Regions from separate parts of the Gossypium hirsutum genome. Here region 2 is linked to region 1. A link is a contact called in public Hi-C data. All regions are on one chromosome and are shown on one strand. Each heading gives the region's core, a stretch centred on a gene start, on an enhancer-like site or on the middle of the called end of the contact. The rest is flanking DNA. Distances are from core to core; before and after follow the strand shown.

Region 1 (7,084 bases), core at 2,912-5,411:
GATTAACTCGAAATTTAAATTTTTTTGATTTTTTCGAATCGAATCAAATTTTGCTCACCCTACTCAAAAGGATAAAGTGGATCCCCGAGTGTAACATCCAAAAAAAAAAATTAATTCCTGACATGTTAAATTTTGCTATGATTGAGTTTTTACTTTAGTAGTTAAATGCTTTGGGTGTGTGTTTAAGGTCATGAGTTCAAATATCAACATCAGGAATTTTTGTAATTTTTTTTGTCCCTATTTCTATCTTCGTCCTTATGATTTAAATTACGTTTTTGTTAAATCTGTTTAGAATGAGCCTACTAGCTCAGTAGTAAAGTGTTAGTTTACCCTTAGGTAGGAGTGTGCAAATTTCAGGTAAAACCGAATTAATTCGGTTAACCGACCGAATTCGATTAATTAGTTGGTTAATCGAATTAATTCGGTTGGGGTTGTTTAATAATTTTTTAGAACTTCGATTAAAAGTTAATTCAGTTCAAAATTGGTCAGTTAACCGAATGAACAGAATGACCCATTCTTTGTGGTCACATCCTTGATAGTGTAATCTAAATCAAGGTTACCGTAGGATGGAATTTGACAAATTAAAGGACCCACACTCGGAATTCAGTGGTCCTTCCAACACTTGATCTTTGACCCAATTCCAACTAACCAGAATAAATTCTCTCGTAATAAAGTCCAAACTTTAGAGAGAGCACTTGCTTGAGAAATGTCTTCAGGCAAATATGATTTAACCCCACATATATACGTTTTTTTACAACTAACTCATATTATTTTGAAAAAAAATAAACACTTGATCAATAAGTCATAATTTAGGATTCAGATGATAGATATATTAGTATATATTAAATAAGTGCCACTTTTACATGACAGTCAAAATTATCAAATCTAATTTTATTTTTACAAAAAAAATTGTAAAAGAGAAAAATAGAATGAAAATTAAATGATTGCATCACAGTACATACAAAATTTTTGATTGCATAATTTGCGATTTTATAAAGGTCTTGTAAGTACAACAATACAACAACAATTTAAGTAAATTTTTCTACTCACTTTTCCTTTCTTTTGTTTATTTTGTATTTACCATATCTGTTTTCAATATCCCAAAAATATTTTTCAAGTATTTTTTACATGTAAAAATACATATTATTTGAAACATAGTGGATATTTGAAATATTATATATATATAAACAATAATGATATTTGAAATAATTATTTGATTTTATAATATTAAAAATTACCATACCCACAATGTAGGTGAATAAAATAAATATTTGACATATAAATATTATATATAAAAATATATATCAAAAAAATTAGTTGGTATTTTTTAAAATATATATATTTAACACATATATATTTATTATATAATTATATAATTATTAATTTATTTATATAAATAAAGGATTTTTTTATGAAAAAACATAATGATATATAATATATAACATATAATATATATTTTTATTATATAATTACATATTTATTATTTTATTTATATTTATTATTTGTCTGGTGGAGGAGCTAGTAGTAGTTTAGTTGAACTGCGGCTCTTACACAAAGCTTTGCGTCGGAAATGGGAGATTGTATCCGACATATCTCGAGAACTCTTAATGGTGTTGTTGATCACATGACTAAATGTGCAGATACAGGTAGTTTTTTTATACGTTTATTTAGATCCCCACCGGCTTTGGTCATGAACTTATTGGGAAGAAATTGTAATATGTCTATTTCCTCTTGATGTTGATTTTATCTAATGTAATCGCTTAATGCTGTCCTTTTCTAAAAAAAAGAGTTATTAATTAAAAACTAAATTAAAAATAAGAAAACTTGAAAAAAAATTTATTAATTAAAAATGTTATTTAAAATAAAAAATTGAAACAATATGAAATAAAATATACAAATGTTGTTAGAAGAGGAATCAAGCAACATGAAACAACCTAAATTGCTAATTAACTTTAAAAACCGATATTTTTTTAGCTTCTCGAAAATACATGAGTCAAACTGATTAAGAAAATTCTCAAAAAATGAAAGTATTAAATCTTATCAAAGTTATAGCAATTATCATAGTTATAAATATTAATATTTATAATTTAAAGGTATTCATGGGTTGAGCTTAGTCTAAGCATGATAATAATTCCTTCTATATTTGTTCATGCACAAAATGTGGATCTCAAATTTTGCTCAAACCCACTAATATTTACAGATGGCTAATCCAAGCTTATTTCGGGCACGCCCATATTATTTTTTTAAAAAATGTTAAAAATATATTTATATTATTTTAATTTAATATTTAAAATGTTAACAATTTTTATTTTTAAAATTTTCATATATAATTATCTTAAAAATTCTTAATGTTTACATTATAGTAGTATTATATATTACTATAGATTTAATTTTTTTTGTTATAAATTATATAATATGTAAAAATAATGTACTATAAAATATTACAAACTTAGAAAATAGGTCGAGTTCGGGCTTAAACATTTAAGGTTCAAGTCTAACCCATATTTTAAACAAATCTATTTTTTTGCCCAAACCCTCCAAAATTTCAAGAGGGCCTTCAAGCTTGAACAAGTAGCTTGACCCTTGAAAAAGTCTAGAATAATTATACGCACAAAAATTTTGATTTATCAAATAGTTTATAATATTTTATGATTTTTATTATTTACACCTTGATTGCGGTCAATATCGATGAAAAAAAGTGAAAAAAAAACCTCTTTAGTTTCTCTCAAATTTGATTTTAAGTAAATTAGTCCCTGTAAAAAAACGAAGCAATTTAATCATTAACAATTTTGAAGGTGAGCATCAAAGGACAATTAATCGTAGTATTGATGTTTTTCTTCAATTTTATATAATTTTGATTGGTATAATAATAAATTTAGCCTTCAAAATTTACACAACCTGTATATTTTTATATAGCTAATTTTTTTAATATATTTTGGATTTATTGCAATTTTATACATTTTTAAATAATATTTTTAGAATCAAGACCAAATTGACAAAATATGTGAACATTGAGGCTCAATTTATTATTATATCATCAAAATTATATACAATTGACAGAAAACATTAATTGTTGTGATTAATTATTTTTAGTGGGTCACTTTCAAAATTGACATGAATCAAATTGTTCTGATTTTTTTAGAGAGACCAATTTATTCATTGAATTTAAGAGGGAGCGGCGAGGTATTTGTTTTTTTTTGGGTAAACTACACTATGAGTCACTAAACGAGAGTTAAGTCATTGAACTATTTAAAAGTTTTAATTTAAGTCATTAAGCTATTAAGTTTTTTTTTTAAAGTTTTGCCAGCAAACTCCAAGCGATGATTCGATGATCGATATAGTGGATCAGTATTTATCAATGAGAAGAAGAAAATACCTTAGATCTAAATCGATCTAACAATCCGTGTTGGAGATCGGAGAAAAAACTGTTTGAATTTTGATTCACAAATTCGTGACATTCAAAACTGTTTTATGAATAAAAAAATAGAACTGTAAAAGAGGAGGGGAAAGAAAGCTTTCAATTGTTACAGTCAATGCCAATTGAGAAAGCCATATAACATCGATTTTAATAGCCTAATGACTTAAAATGAAAACTTCTGAATAGTTCAGAGATCAAATTATAACTTTTTTTAGTTAAATAACAAAAAAAAACTTATCTATAATTTAGTAACTAATGGTATAATTTACCCTTATTTTTTAGAAAAAAAGAAAAAAGAAAGCCTATTATGCGAGAGATTCCTTTGAGAGCCAACATGGGATGGCAACCCTAACCAGTAACTAACTGCCTAATTCCATGGAGTTTTCCCTTTTGCATTTCACCCATTTATGACATTGCTCTCAGTTTGAGGTTAGAGCTGACGCCTCACAAAATACTGCTACATTTAAGCTAAAGGCATTACTGTGAATGGGGATGGAGAGTTAAAAGAATTGATTTCATATTAAATGGATATATATGCCAACGGCATGGCTCATTGTTTGGACCAACCAATTGAAAGTGGGTTGTGATAGGGCAGGACCACTCCTTTTCTCGGATGAAACCATGCATTTTCTTTCATCTTCTAAAACAAACCGTTTCAAAAAGAAGGCCGACAGACAGACGACCCTTTTCTTTTACATAGCAATAACAATAGCAATAGCCATGGTCAGTGAGAACCAGTACACTTGTTATTGGGCTAGCTTTTTCCCTACCAACCTTAACCTAACTTTTAGGTCCCTGCTCCACCACCAAGCCCATTATTACCATCCTTCAGTTTACCTTAAAAGTCAAGCCATCAATTTAATCTAAAATATGATTTTTTGCCTTTTAAATTTACTTCAAATTTGTTTTAATTTATTTAGTCAAAGCTATGCTAAAATAGTGCTAAATCTACTTGTGACAAGCAAGTTGTCATGAGCCAGTAAGATATTTTCCTTTTTTCTCTTAATTTTGCATTTTTACTTTCTTGTTGGATTAATCACATCCACATGTAGATGTTCATTCACACATCATTGCACACAAAATGAAAAAAATTCTAAAAATTTATATGTATAATAACTTAAAATTACGAAAGCAAATATTGGGAAAGTGTTGTTGATTGAGAATTATTGGAAAACTTCAAAAGTCGTCCAATTTGGCTCGTCAAATGCTGTCTAGTAATGACCATCTTCCAACTTTGTTTTGGGCCCTTGTGTTGTTGGTTACCAAACCCTAATCTCTTCACTTCTCTCTGCTTCTTAATCATCTTCTTCAAAGGACTTTGATGATTCTCAATGAATGCATGATGAACCAGAAAAATCACTCATGAATGTGATTTTCGTTCGACCTTCCAAGCATATAGAAATAAGCAGAATACGGAGGAACTCATTGCATTATCAAAATTTGCTATTGCAGAACTGGGTTCTTGATTTGACACTAATGGCATCGATAATGAAGGGGATGATAGAATTGGGTTAAATATGAAAAGCCCATGCCTTGGACCTGATCCGAACAACCAATCATGAATATCCCAGAATACTTGTAATCCATTTTTTCCCACGTTAATCGACTCATTCCCTCTAAATTTTCATTGAAGATGCTTAACCTCAATCGCTAGTTTCCGATCCACTCTTATCTCCAATACTGGATCCATCCCATCAGAGCTGCATACCACTGATATATATCATGAAAGGCTCCCTTTTCATTAAACTTAACCCTCATTGTAAACTTCTTATTTCCAAATATATGTTCCCTTCTAAACACTAACATTGGTTCAATGAGAGATGGCCTGCAACCAGTCTTTCTATAAGCATCTTTCTTTTAATCACCCAAAAGTAAAACGCCTTCATCTTCGCAAACAAGGCAACGTAGTAATCTGATTGCGGCTCGGTCTCACCATTGAAATTGCCTGCCTTGAAGTCCCAAACCACATCAACAGTTGTACCATCAATGATGAAATACTCGGAGCCTTGTTTTCTCCAGAAATACCATGGCTTCGGCCAGTCCTTGAACCGAAACATATAGGCCATGAAGTAAAAGATGATGAAAAAATTGTAATTTTTAGAAATTTTGAGGCATATTCTTGATTGGTAAAAGTGGAGAGTTGAATAATAAAATTATGGTTTTATATTCTACTTCATGAGACCTTTACAACGGTATATCATATGCTCAAAATGATTGAGTGATGAATGAGAAATTGATACTTAAAGCCCGTATCAATAATTATGATTTTACGTATGGACAATTCCTCAATATCTTGTTCATTCGCAACAAAATATTTTCTTTGTGCGGTGGTAAAAAAAAACATGCTTTTTTGGGGAGAGATACTATTCCACCTTCACCAATCGAGTCGCAGGTATCTAACATATTCATATCTAATGATTTTCCACAAAGTGGTGACGAAAGGTATAACTTGTACAAATCTTTCCAGTTTGCAATTCGATCCGATCCATTAGTTTGTAGAGCTATTTACTCGATTGCAGACATTTTTGGAACACCTCTTGTGAATATTTGTTGAGGAAAAGAGAAACTTAGATCCCACATTGGTTAAATACCAAGTGTGAGATATGTATATATATGAGAACCCACTTAAAAAATTATTGAATGTCTAAGCTAGAAACTTTGCCTCGAGAGTAAGGGAATATAGGCCCAAAGATCTAGATGCTGTTTGACCCCAAGAAGGGCTTGCAAATATTTTAAGCCTAACACGTAATTTATTTTTCTCAGCAAATATTATATAGAATCTATTTTAAAATGATAAATATCTTGATTTGATTTGATTTTATTCAAATTGATTTAAAGACTCTTTTAATGCAAATTTGTATATTTATTCATGGAAATTTTCAAAATTCCTCCATATTGAATGCCTATAAAAGCCTACTGCAGAATTCTTTAGAGACACACAACGGATTTTTCACTTTAAAAAATTCTTTTGTTTTTCTCTTAATTTTTCAAACATTTTGGTGATAGAAGAAGGCAAGGTCTGTTCATTGATCACTGCAAAGGTACTATTACTGCGACCATTTTGTTGTTGTATCCTGAGAGACAGGCGACCAACGTTTCTCCAAGTACCATAGTAGCAACCAAACCTGTCTTAAGGAAAATATGAAAACAGGCCTCAACATCTAGTAAAACTCGATTCCCTTATTCTATTTCTGGTTTTTCAAAACCTTTTTTATTTAATTATTTTCAAATATAATGTTTTAAATAAATATAAATATTTATTTAATTTGTTTTGTTTAGATATATTGTTTTACATAAATATAAATATTTTTTATATTATTTGTTCAGATTTTATATTTAATATAAGTATTTATATATTTATATTTGTTCGCTAACGTGTTTTGTCCAACAAAAGGTTCTTGTACCATGTGATAGTAATCAAGCGACACTCACTCACAAGCTTTGTTCGATACACAAACTTAAAAATGCTCTGCCCTGATCTGCTTACATTGGTTGGCTCATCAGCTAGCCTCTGATGATCACTAAGTGAAAAACAAGTCGAAATTACTATCGAGTCATGCATGATCAACAATGGTGATCGGATCAAAGAAGAGTATAATATTTGGTTTTAAAGATTAATGATTGTAATATATTATAAGGGAGAAGGTTGAAAGAGAGGACATAAAC
Region 2 (7,652 bases), core at 171-2,670, 140 kb after region 1:
TCATTTGCGCAATGGTGGATTTCAGCACAAAAATGCTTGCCTCCTTTAACTCTTTTCTTGGTCCCAAGCTCATTGCTTCATTTGTTAGGAGATTAGGAAAGCCTACAATACCGTTATTTTCAAAGGAAAAAAGAGGACTTGGTTCAGGTTGGGAACGAAGCCTTTAAAGGATATTTGGACTTTCTTGCCTCAAATCTTCCTTCGTTCTCATTTTTCCCTCCACCACCTCTTTTTTGACATGGATTTCTCCCCTAGAACGCAGTTTAAAGATTAATTGTGGCACAAATTTCTCTTCTTTGACCTCTACTACTGGTATTGTCACATTTGTCGGAGACAACCTAAGGTGTGTAGTTTCTGGAGCTAATGTGCTAGTCTACTCTTCTTCTATTTTAGCAACAAAAGCCTCCTCTTTAAGGCTTGGCTCAAAACTTCTACACTCTTATCATTGACAAAGTGCCATTTTAGAATCTGATAGCATGCTCTGCATTGATGTTTTAAACTTGGATTCAGATCATTCTTAGGAACCATCTGCAATCCTAGACAACATTCTCATTTAGCATGTGAATTGCTAAACCAACCTTATATGAAACCTTTCCGTTGAATTGTGTTCGCATACCTTCAATGGATTTATGACATTTTCTAAAAATAATATTAAGAAATAATTAATTACAAAAATGGGATGGAAGAAAAATTAATTATGAAAATGGCTCTTTTGATACAATGCACGACGGTGCCGCTTGACACACCGGTGACACCATTCCACTTTTCGGCCAATGATAAAGCAATTAGTGCATTTAAAAAAATTTGGTGACACCACTTTGTCAGGCGGCATAGATATGTATTTTTAAAAAATACATAAATAAATATAGACAGTGAAAAAGAAAAAAAAATTATGAGTGTCACTTAACAAATCGACGGCATTACTTATTTCTTTAGCTATTGTTTCACTTGTTTCATTGATGTCCTTCAGCGCTTCTTTCACCTTCTCTCTTGTTCCATCACTAACATTACCAGGGTCTTTTCCCCCTGTGCCTCTAAAACTAACATTATGTTTAGTAACATCTTTTTTTTGTCAATCAAAATTTCTTTATAAAAAATTAAAGTAGTGCCGTCGGACTCTTAGGCGGCACTTATAAATTTATTTTTTCTTCAATGCACATTTTAAAATACAAATATTTTTTTTAAAAAAAAAATTGTTATTGACTGATGATAACTGAAAAGTGAGGGTGGTATCGTCAATTTATCAGGCGACACGGATAAATACAATAAATTCATATCATAATTAATTGTTGTTGCATACTTTTTATGTAATTAATTAATTTTTAATTACGAATGATAAGCATATTAAAAAAACAAAAAAGCAGCTAAAACGTAGTCGTTTAATAAATATCAGCATTGAAACACCATTATCATTTGATTTAATTTTTGTTTTTGTTGTTATCCATCCAGTCCAGTCCACACTTATGGCAGGCTCGGTGGTTCCACCAATGCTTCTCTCTGCAACAACATCCCAACTCCCTCTTTCCCCGCCTAACTCCTCCACCAACCAAACCCTTCCACGTGCCCCCCTCTACCACCTCTCCTCCTCCTCTCTTCCCAAACCCCCTCTCAAACACCTCAACCTCAACTCCACCTCCCTCCACCACGTCTCCGCCCCCACCCTCCCCGACGACGATGAATCCCCCAAGCCCAACCCGCCATGGTCTCCTCCGCCTCTGCCGTCTCCGCTGCCATCCGTAAAGCCTCCACCTCCCCCGTCGACTTCACTCAAAGAATCGAGAAAAACGACCACCGCAACCACAAATTAATCATGCCTACCCCAGACTTCCAGCGCCTCTGCCTCGAACAACTCGACCTCTTTCGCCGTATCGTTGACCACGACGCTGTTCTCTCCGTTTATGTTAGGCCTGCCGGTAGTTACGTCATGGACCAGCTGGAGTTACGTCGGGTTACCTCGTATCCGGGAGTCGAAGCCGCCGACATTTTGTTTTTAGTCGGAAACTTCACTGTCCCCGCAGGACTGCGTGCCGCTGAAGCGGCGCTTTCAAGTCAACAAATGGAGGTTGTGGGGGAGCATAGAGCGGTGGTATTTCCTATGGTGAAGCAGCCGTTCGTGGTGGGCTTCTTGGTGGCGGAGCTCCCGGGGATGGAGAAGGTGCCGCAGGGGAGTGGAAGTGGGAACATGGTTCGTTTTCCGACTCCTGAGGAGGCTTACGCGTTGTCTTCTCCTTCTCCAGGACTGGGTATGAAAAAATCGTGGGAAATTCAGTCTCTTGAGAATGAAGCCATGAGGCAAAATGACATCTTTACTGTTGACGAGAGTTCCAATGCCATCAATATATCTCGAACTTTAGCAGTGGCTTATGTTATGGATCAGGTTAGTCACTCACGTCATATTTCTTCTTATCTTTATACTACCAATAATTTATACAAATGCTTCATTGCCATTATCAAGCGAAAAAAGAATTTAGCTTTGCCATGTTATGTTGTATGTATGTAGGAACTTAATGTGATTTTACTTGTGTGTCTTGAGTCAATGCAACTTTTATATTAATCGTATTTCTTCCGTAGAAAGCTATTTTATTACAGCAATCGACATGGCAAAACAATGTCAGAATGGGTGCTCTGGTTGAGCAGGTATAATGTGTTGCCTGCTGTACATACATTTCCTTCTTCTTCTTTTTTTTTTTTATTGTTCAAGTTATTATGGTTTTTCCTTTAAATTTCAAAATTTTCTTACAGATTCGCGGTCCTCTTTCCAGCATTAGGACGTTAAGTAAAATGCTATCCACTCATGTCAAAGAACATGAGGTTAGTCCTTGAACCATCTGAAAAAATGTTGATCCTACTTTTCGGTTTTAAGTGTTTCATTCTGCAATTCTTTCGACTGTTACATATTTAATTAAGGAAAGCATACTCTTGTAGATTTCTCACGACATTGTTGAAGACATATTGGTGCAAGGTGACTGTATCAGCGGCACCCTTCAAGAGCTACAAGATGCTGTTTACTTGACAAAGGTCATTTTTCTCTCAAAACATGTAGAGATACACACATTAAGACCGTTGCTGCTTCTTCTCCTTTTCATTTTTCTTCTTTTGACGATTCAGAATGTCTTTCTTTCTTTTGGTTGATGTGATACAATAGCTCTCTGTTATGTCTTTCTGTTCCCAGTTAGTTTCATTCTTGGAATTAAAAGTTTCCCTTTTCTAGTTATCTTCACGCCCATATCTGATTTTCCTATCTGACTTGTTTTTAGGCTAATATAATGCGCTACAATGAAGGATCCTTGAAAAAGATGCGTAATTCAACTCATTCGCACCCTGAGTCGCCAAGATCTCAATTATCAGATGATTTCTCCAGGGATAGGTCTGGCAATAGGTCAGAAACCTCTGGTTTACTACTATCCCTAAGTACCACAGATAAGGATTTAGAGATGCCAATGCCACCTCTGGCTCTTGCTCCATTACAAGAACACGGAATCAGGTATGCAATTCCCTTCTGGTACTTGAGTTCATCTCCTCATAAAATAAAATAAAACCTAATTAAGTGTTCAATCATATCAATTAAATTCCAGTAGGAGATTCCTCTTTTACAGTTCAAATTTGATGTTAAACCTCATGTAGAAAATTGTTTATGATGCTAATTGTTGGAGAGTGTATAGATTACATAGCCTGAACTTGTGCTGTGAGCCTAGGTTGTAGTCTAAAGCTGAATATAGGCTAAACTGCTTATCTTTCCTCTAAATAGCCTTGATAATAAATCACTTAGTTACTTTTCAATTGAATGCAATCCATCCCCATCTCTTATTGGACATGCAATATATTTCTACTATTGATTTCTTTTAGCAGCGTTATTATAAGTTTGGTTATGTTTGTTCTTTTCTCAGGAAGTCCTGCAATATTTCTGATGTACTCACTGATTTAGTTGATGCCGCGAGACCTCTTGCACATAAGCAGCAGCGCATGGTGGAATTAAGTGAACTTTCGCAGCCTTTGCAAGTGGCTATAGAAGAACCTGCTTTGCGCCAAGCCCTGAACAATTTGATAGAGGGTGCATTGTTACGTACTCAGGTTGGGGGGAAGGTTGAAATTGTTTCTACTAGTGCACCAGCAGGTCGTGCTCTACTAGTAATTGACGACGACGGTCCAGATATGCACTATATGGTATTGTTGGAGATTCCTTTTCCTCTGTGATTGCTTTTGCTTTTTTGTTCATTTTAGATAGTATTGAATGCCTTTAGTATGTCCTGTTTTGCTACTTAACCATTAGTACATGTATTTCTTTGTTAATGCTTAGTGTCTCCCCTGTTACAGTTATCTGGGAAATTGCAGTTATTTTACTTGCTTTTGAGTTAGATCTCATGCTCATCATAAATGAAATGTTTTGGTGATGTATGTATTTGCAGACACAGATGCATTCCCTCACACCATTTGGTGCCGAACTCTTTTCGGAGAACATGATTGAAGACAACATGACATGGAACTTTGTTGCTGGGCTGACTGTAGCACGAGAAATACTTGAAAGTTATGGGTGTGTTGTCCGTGTGATATCACCTCGGACCACGGATGCTGCTCTGGGAGCAGGTGGAACTCGTGTAGAACTATGGCTTCCTTCTTTTGCTGCATTATCCGACATAAACAACCTTAGTCAAGAGGCATAACAAGAAAGTAGGATATTATGTTGTTTTGATTTAACTCAGGGCTTATCTGGAATTCCCCGCTCGCACCAACACATGTATTAGTATCTAAATTTGAGGGAAATTTGTATAGTTGAATTCTGGTGCAGTGTATACATATACATATATATTTATATATATATATCACGAAGAAGAAAAGGAAATTGTAAATGAAAATGTATTCTGGTGCAGTGTTTACATATATAATATATCATGATTTGGGTCCAAATTTTGAATTTGAATTTAAGGGTCTTAAGTGTAATTTCATAAAAATTTCATTTTAAAACTTAGAATTTTCAAAATATAAAATTGATTAAAAAATATGAGAATTTTTTTATTCCCTTCTTTTCACACTTCCTTCGAAGCTCAAATAATAAATAATTAATGAGCTCAAAGTTTTTAAAATTGAATCAGCAGGTGAATTGATTAAGCTTTTAATTTTTGAATCAATCAATTTAATCGACCCAATTGGTTGAATTGAATCAATTATTAAAAAATATTTAAAAACAGATAAAATCAATTTGATTGTTGGCTCGACTGATTTGATCGATATTCTAATTGATTGTTCAATCGGCTGGTCCAATTCTATTTAGCTAACAATGTTAAAAAAGTCTTTTAAACAATTAAATTTTAAATATATATATATTTTTTTAAGACCTAGAATTAGTTGAAATCCAAATTTGAATTTGAATTATCGAAATAATGAATTTGGATTAAGTCAATATTTTGAATTTTAAATATTTTAATTCCTAAAAGAAATTGAAATAATAAATTTATAAATCATAATTTCAAAGTCAATTTCAAATCTAAATTTTAATTCTCTAATGCTTCGTAATTGAATTCACACTATTTACTTGTTTAGTAATGCTTAAAAAAAGCACTTTTGGCTTCAAAAATATTTTTGGAAGAAAGGCTGTGCTAAAAAAAAGGCTGTGCTAAAAAAGTTACTTTTAGCTTTTATGGAAATGGGAAGTTAAAATTTTAATAAATTTTATTAATCCATATAAATATAATTTATCAAGAAGTGGTTGGGTGTAATTATTCCAAGATGTAACCATTTTTTTTAAATTACAAATTTTTACAATTTTTAATATTTTTTTATAATTTTTACAATATTTTAAAATTTTTAATATTTTAATATTATATTTTTTTATTTTTAAAAATTTCTAACATATTTATATTTTTTAAAATATATATTTGTAATTTTATTTTGGAATTTTGAATTTTTTTATTTTTATTTATTTAAAAAATCTTTTAAATTTTTACAACATCAATATGTGAAAAATGACAGATTATGATTTATTAGATATTCTAATCGATTTTTTAAACATCTAAAGAATTAAATTGAGAATGTCTGATAATGCTAGAGATTAGACTAAAAATATTTGATAATTTTAGAGACTGAAATAAACCAAAAAGAAAATTTAAGGATGAAAGTGAGAAAACCAATATATTTAATAATTGAAGGTGTACAGAGGACAAGAAAAGCAAAAAGATCAAAGAGAAGAGCAATGCCAAGGAAGGAGCCATGCACCGGAGATTCGATATCCTTAAATTTTCTAAAATTGAGTTTTAGAAATTTTTATTTTATATTATAATTAGTGTTTTAAAAAATAAATTTCTATTTGTCTCTTTTAAAGTTTTCAAAGATTTTCTGAATTTAATTTCTTTTATAAAATTTATAATTTTTTATAATAAATTTAGTAATATTTTTAGTTTAATTTGATAAATTAATATAAAGTAGTATCTAAATATTAATCTGGTAAAAATAAATTTTAATAATTACTTACCTAATTATGGTACCTAATTATTAGTTAAATAAAAAATAAACTTAAATAATTATAATCTCTAATAGGAATTAAACATTTAACTTATTTTATTTTTCTTAAATTTTAATAATTAAAATTATCCTAAATTTAAAAATGGCGGGAGACTACTTTGAACATTAATATTTATAAAAATATCACGATCATTCTTATCAACAATTCTAATTTCGCCTAAGTATACATTACTGAATACACAAGCCCAGACACTACATGGAAAGCCAAAGGTAAAAAGGAAGGAGAAAGCTTTCAACTGCTATTTTCACTTTGTTGTGACTTCAACTTATTGCTTTGGATTGGATACCATAATATGATTCAAATGAATTGAAATTTGTACTTCAATGTTTTTTGTTTATATATATATATATATATATTTATGTATTTGATGATTTTCCATTATGAATCTCTGGTTTGTGGACTTTTCCCTTTTATGGTTTCTCTTGATGGTTGACCGACTTGTGTTGCGCATTTTGGTGCGGTAATCTTGCTCACTAATTTGGACTCCTATCACCTCACCTTGCGCCCCTTTGAAACATTTGAAAATAATCCTTGCTGACTTATGAGTTCTTTAACTTGTTTGTGTTTAATTCTCATGAAACTTTTAAGTCTTTTGTCGTATAAAAACATGGAGATGTGCATGTTTTGTTGAAAAATATGGACATCACATATATAATATGGATAATTACATGTTATTATTTACTATCACGATAGGTTAGCCCAAATTAAAAGAGATCTAATTTGGTTAAAATTTTATTCGACTTTAATTATTAAATAAAGTATGGGTCAAAATGTATAGATACTCTAGTAATTCAGTTCTAATCAAATTCTAATTAATTATGGGCTAATTAGAATTTGATTAGAATTAATATGCCACGGTTATAAATATTAGGGTTATAGTCCCCAAATTATACATAAGATATCTTTTCTAATATTCCATCATTAGGAAAGAGATAGCAGATATTCTCTGAATTTTTTGTGTGCTAATTTGGAAGATCAAATTCCCAAGATCCAGAAAGTTTCAAGAAATCCATGGATTCAGGTACGCTTTCACATATAGTTCTGTTACTTATTTATTCTTGATAATTTGACATGATAGATCCTGGTTTATTAAGTTTTATTTTAGATTTATTTTATAAATCTAACAAGTGACATC

Evidence for each region. A called contact is a pair of places that touch in the nucleus more often than the background predicts.
Region 2: a contact with region 1 is called in a Hi-C map of leaf, with 7 times the contacts expected there. The contact joins the promoter of LOC107887450 here to the enhancer-like site in region 1. A contact is called at or near these places in 2 of 34 Hi-C or Micro-C datasets (leaf and petal).

The regions. Positions count from the first base shown.
Region 1 is chrA03:96,306,175-96,313,258 of Gossypium_hirsutum_v2.1, forward strand. No RefSeq gene overlaps it. Among protein-coding and RNA genes, the nearest start is that of LOC107886525, 26 kb to the left of the region's middle. Within about 2 kb of position 4,162, at least 6 of the 9 cell types and tissues checked have an H3K27ac peak or open chromatin away from gene starts, as enhancers often do. A contact at or near this core is called in leaf, where this site is marked.
Region 2 is chrA03:96,452,159-96,459,810 of Gossypium_hirsutum_v2.1, forward strand. It overlaps LOC107887450 (chloroplast sensor kinase, chloroplastic), which reads left to right and starts at 1,421. Exons shown (of 7, transcript XM_016811713.2): 1 at 1,421-2,377; 2 at 2,572-2,637; 3 at 2,743-2,811; 4 at 2,926-3,018; 5 at 3,258-3,484; 6 at 3,888-4,164; 7 at 4,407-4,901. The coding sequence starts at 1,700. The coding sequence ends at 4,661.